2 separate regions of the Gossypium arboreum genome follow, and region 2 is linked to region 1. The links are chromatin contacts, called in public Hi-C maps. All regions are on one chromosome and are shown on one strand. The core of a region is the stretch at or near the end of the contact, and the rest is flanking DNA. Distances in the headings are between cores, read along the strand shown.

Region 1 (2,819 bases), core at 301-2,800:
AATTGAGTATTTTAAGATCATATTAATAAATTCTTTTATTGAATCTCAATATTAAATCTCACACACAAAATACTTACCCTTTGGGTATTTAATTTTGTTTATTTGTTTGTTTATTAGAGTTAATTTATTATTTCTTAATGTATTATATTATTCATATATTCTAAAATAATATGATATGGTATAATATTATCGAGTATCTAAATTGTGATCTTTTCGGATCATTTTAATCTAAGTTAAATTATATTTTATTGAATTTCATAAATTTTACGATGGTTTGAATCTTAAATATTTACTTTTATCGGATCTCAAGATATAATTAACTTGAACATCAATTAATATTCAATTAAAATAATTATTATAAAATTTTAAATTTAATAATTATTATTTAAGGTAACTTTGTTAAATGCATAAAATTTAAATTTACAATAATTTAATATATAAAATATTTTTATATTTAAAAAATTAAAAATAAAACTTTCTTAATATGATATATATTTAGAGTGAATTCTACACTACATTTATTAATTTGTAATTATCTTAAAAGTAAAAAGTAATAAATATGTTCAAAAAATTTGTATATTAAATAATTATTATATGTAGAGAGAGGACAAGTTGTATGTAAAATTAGATATGTATCAAAATTAAGAGAGGATCCTATGATAATTTTTTCTCAATCAAAATCAACTTTGTGAGACTAGAATAATAGCTAAGAAAGAGAACACAACTACTAACAGCATCAAACACAGTAAAAAAAAAGTGAGTATGGGCAAGATTTGGTCAATACCAACAAGATCTAAATGGAACCAACTATCCCATAGAAATTTCTTTTGTCAATTATTTCTTTACCTAATCATGAAAAAACACACAATCTAAAAATACCAAACCATGACTTGATTCAAATAACCCACATGAAATCAGGTAAAAAGCCTAATCATGCTGCTTGTTCCCATTCTCTTTTCAGCTTTGGTGTAAATGATTTTTTTTTTAAAAAGAAAAAATAGTTCTCATCAAACTTTGATTAATTACTCTGTCACCACTGCCAAATGTGGACACTTCCACACTTTCTCTTTACAAATCTAAAGACCAAAAAGAAGAAAAAACCCCAGCAAGAACACACACCTATCAATCGAGTGCATGTGCTAGCAACAATAAATAAATAAATAAATAAATAAAGTTGAAGACCAATGAAGAAAGATGGAAATGATTAGTTAGTTAATTATAATGGTTAATTATAGGGTTGTAATTAGCCATGGAATCAAATAAGATAAATACATATATTATTAAAAATGAAGTATTTAGTTGAGTCAAAGATGAAGTGATAAGTGATATCAGTCTCAGGTTGGATGATTAAACAACTCTTATTCCTATCCTTTAAAAATTTTGATAATTCATTTGCAGTGTATACTTTTTTTTTTCTGGAAACTATGTTGTGTACATAAAAAATGAGGGAATATTTAGGAGTAAAGAGTGGCACGTGAGAAAGGGATAAGGCAACGTGCAAGCCATGTGAAAGTGGGGCGGGTCCACGGCCCACTCCTCTTCCATAGAATCTAATGTGAAGAGGGCCATTAAAACATGTCCAAAGCAATAAATTAAATAAAAACACTGTACACCCATACCCTTTGGTTTCTTTTCTTTATTATAACAACTTACTGTGGGAACATGATAGTTGTAATAATTGGCATTCCACATTAAAAATAAAGTTTCATTGTTTTGGAATGAACAACCAAAATTTTTATACATTATCTCAACCAAAGGATATGAGAAAAAGATAGTAGAAAGCTAAACATATGGTATTTAATTAGGCCTATGCTTTTGATTGCAAAGGAATCATCACAAATTCAACACACTATTTTTAATTTACTAATTTTAGAGAAGGGGTTGAGGGAAAAAAATAGAAAAAAAAAAAAAAAGACAAAATCCAGCACACATCACATGTAGGGGAGACATTGGTATCTTCCCATGTATGATACAAAGATATGGAAGGAAAACAGGGAATTCATATTGTTTCTTTCTTTGGTTTTTGTTTCTTGCTATATAAGTTTTTGGGTCGAGTCAACTCAGTGGTGGTTTGCAGCAGCTGCTGCTGCTCCGGTTGGTGGAGGTGGCTTGCATTGATAGCACTTAGCGAACAAGCCGAAAGTGTCGATTTGCCTGATGAAATTGGTCATGCTAGCCCATCCACCGAACCCAAATCCAACCACCAAAACCCACACCACTATGAAGGCATTGAAGGCATACATTGCAGTCCAGCTTGGCATGAAGAACGGAGGCTTTTCTGCTGCATTCTGCTCATGAAGATAACGTGAAAACATAAAAATTAGAGAATGGGGTTTGGCATATGTTGGAGTTGAAGACGGAAGTGGAAGGAAAAGGGTCAAGTCAGCCAGCTCATGCACATCCAATCCAACACAGTGTATACAGCGTTGCAACTGTAGCATATAACTAAATGAAAAGGACTTGCCAACTATCCAATTCTTCTCGTAATGTTTCCAAATCCAAGCCTTAAATGCATTTGTACATTTGCTTCAGACTTTTAACTCCCTCTTTTTCTTCTCTCTCCACACATTTTGGCCAAAGCTAGCTACGACTATGTGGAATAATGTGTGAAATATTGCTCATCAAACCTACCTACAGGACTGACTGTGTCCATTGCCCACTTCATTTTAAAAGACCAATTTACCCCAAATAAATAAAGATAACTACAACTTGAGTCTAGGTTAGTGGGACAACAAGATAATGGTCCTAGTGAGTTGAAACTTTTGTAAAGGAAGAGGATCTGTAACTGTGATGATTTACCTGTCGAGCAGAGGCTTTTC
Region 2 (2,964 bases), core at 120-2,619, 36 kb before region 1:
TTCATTTGATGCATAGAGATGTTATTAGAGATATCTACATGCTGGTAGGAACCCCTCCTTTTAAAATGAAAATTTATCTATTTATGCTCTTTAAAAATTTAAAATTTTAAATTAATAAAAATAAAATTATACTTTATGCCCTAAAAATAATAAAATTTTAATTTAATTCTTTAAAAGTTATAAAATATAAACTATTAAAATTTAAAATTTAATTTCGAACCTTAAAATATTTTTCTATCTTTGCCTGTGCTGGAGATCATACCTGCTGTAGAACATGATACGAATATGAAATTAGTTCTTTTGTTGTATTATTTTATTTTAATTATGACTTAAACCCTAAATTAGAGATCATACCTGCACTAAAAAATCCGAATATGTCATCTCAATCTGTTTTATATAATGGATGGTTTCAAGGTTCTAAGTAGGTTGTTTAACTTTAATGTTCTCTACAGTAAAAATATTATGGAAGTCTTGTTAGATAATATTTTATTTCTTTATTAAAAAATAGATAAATTTATCTTTATATGTTAAAACAAATAGTAAATTGATTATTTTTGTTAAAATTTCATTGATCTATACTATTAAAAACTAACATGCCTAATGGAATAACCAATAGAGACATGTGACATGACACATGCCACTTGTACCTCATGTTGATGTACATAGACTAGTTTTTAACTGTAGAAATGGATAGAATTTTTAATAGAAAGACTAGTTTAATATTTGATTTAACATATATGGACTAATTTGTACATTTTTTAAATAGGCAGGACAAAATTCAATTCAACTTTTTATATAGAGGCCTCCATGATACTTTAACCATATATTTACTCGTGTTATTTAAAATTTAGTGTTTAATAATGTTTATGATTTTATAATTATTTAATTTTAATATTTTTTACCACTTTTAATGTTTTTAATACTTTTTGGCTGGTCAAAGTCAATGGAACACCATTAAATATTTTTGACCAAAAAGTATACTAGAAGAATAGTTGATGTAATAAAAAATAAATAAAAAATTGTTAAGGTGATTATGACATGTCTTTGGACGTTGGAGATTTGCATTTGGGATGGTTCTGACATTAACAATTTACGACAATATGAAGTGAAAGATTGTCAACATTTGATATTTAGAAGCTTTTAGCTTCTTCAATTGGATAATCATGTAATTTTCAGTATGCCGTAAAAATCATGAAATTTTGGATGTGAAATGCACCATTATGTCAACATAATGCGAGTAACTTGTAAAAATCAAGGAATTTTCATCGGCCACTCTCATGGTGAATGAAAAATGTGCCACAACCCTTCATTGATGATTGAATGCAACACAAATAGCCCTTAAAGCTTTATCAAAACAATCATTTGGGGTAAGAGCCGTAGACAGTCTCTTCAAAGCAAGCCCCAAGGGATGCTTCATGATTTTATCATCATCTCTTGATTCAACACAAGCGTCCCTCGACCCTTCTAAGAGTAAAATAGCGTCTCTCTGCAATACCAAACCACCCCATACTTATGTGTTACAACATATTTAAGCATCCAATTATGGAAATATATAAGGCTCAAAGAAAGATTACAAAAGAAAAGAAACAAAGTTTAATAATAACAATCTTCAAGTTTTTAGGACCAATCCCAACAGTCTTGTCAGTCCAAGCCCACTTCAAATATTGGGTCAGTTTGAGAAAAAAAGTTTCAAGTTAAAAAAATTGGCCCAAACGATCAAAGTTAAGGTGCAATTATCCCTTTTGCAAGAGAGCCAATGCCTTCCTTACTTTTATTATTATCTTTCTGACGAACCTGAAATACCAAGCCTTAGATCTAGCTAAATTTGATGAAACGGCAGCTTTCACATGTAAACAGTATGCCAATGTAAGCAAACAACTTGCTTTATTATGGTAATCTTCCTTTAACCTTGAAGTAACCCTAATCTCATCATGTTAAGGTTGCTTATATCAGAATCATAGTTTTATTCTTTTTTGTTTCTTTCTATATACAGTTCCTTGCTGCAGCAGACTGGTGGCTCTAAATCCTAAATCTTACTTTCTTTCTACGGTAATGAAGGAATTATGGCACTATAATCTATGAACAACTTACCTTGCCAAGTAAGGATACAATTGGTTTATTATTTAACAGGCTAAAGCAGGACACCAAAAATAAAAATATAAAAAAGTTTTGAATATGGTCAACTAGAAGCAGTGAAATGTTTAGGGTGTGAAGGCCAAAATTTGCTTACAAGTTAAGACTGACAGCTTGAAATAACCTAATTCAACTTCAGCTATCCCTTGTTATCTGCTTTTCATTATCCCTCCTTAACCTATACGCTTCACTGTTTTTGGACCCTTATTTGTTAGTAGTTATCAAGGTGGTTTTATCAACACATCTAAAATTTTGTATGTATGAATTTCTCATGAAATTATGGTATGCGTAAATGAATAATTGAGATTTTCTGTCATTTTTATTTGGAAATTGTTATATAACATTACCTCTTCAATACTAAAAAACAGCCTCGGATTTATTTTTTCATGGTAATTTTTTTATCTCATTTGAGTATTTTTGTGTAGGTATAATGTTTATTTTGATCCTTTGATATATTTATTTTTATTTTATATATAGAAAGATTTGTATTAGTTGGATAAGAAAGAAAATGTGTATTAGAAAGTAAAATACATTTTTATTTATTTTTGTTAGGCCCATTTGGCCATGAATATTCTCATAATCCATGTTGTGGTGTGCGGAAAAATTTGTTATTTTTAAAAATTTAAATATACATCTATTAAATAAGAATTAATTTCAACTTCACAAATAATATATTTTATATCTAAATAATTAGATTATTAAATTAGAAATTTCAAGATAAATTTAAAATATAATATTAAACATTTAAAATTATTTTAAATCCTAAATAATTTTATTAATTTATTTTCATACATAAAGTGGAAAAAAAATTCATAGAAGAAGAGAGACGAC

The links. A called contact is a pair of places that touch in the nucleus more often than the background predicts.
Region 2: a contact with region 1 is called in a Hi-C map of leaf, with 2.8 times the contacts expected there. The contact joins two enhancer-like sites. A contact is called at or near these places in 3 of 5 Hi-C or Micro-C datasets (all in leaf).

Annotation. Positions count from the first base shown.
Region 1 is chr4:109,383,287-109,386,105 of ASM2569848v2, reverse strand. LOC108460766 (auxin transporter-like protein 2) reads right to left here. Exons shown (of 9, transcript XM_053026470.1): 8 at 2,800-2,819; 9 at 1,654-2,288. The coding sequence ends at 2,061. Among protein-coding and RNA genes, the nearest start is that of LOC108460766, 5.2 kb to the right of the region's middle. Within about 2 kb of position 1,550, at least 1 of the 2 cell types and tissues checked has an H3K27ac peak or open chromatin away from gene starts, as enhancers often do. A contact at or near this core is called in leaf, where this site is marked.
Region 2 is chr4:109,419,341-109,422,304 of ASM2569848v2, reverse strand. No RefSeq gene overlaps it. Among protein-coding and RNA genes, the nearest start is that of LOC128292039, 4.7 kb to the left of the region's middle. Within about 2 kb of position 1,369, at least 2 of the 2 cell types and tissues checked have an H3K27ac peak or open chromatin away from gene starts, as enhancers often do. A contact at or near this core is called in leaf, where this site is marked.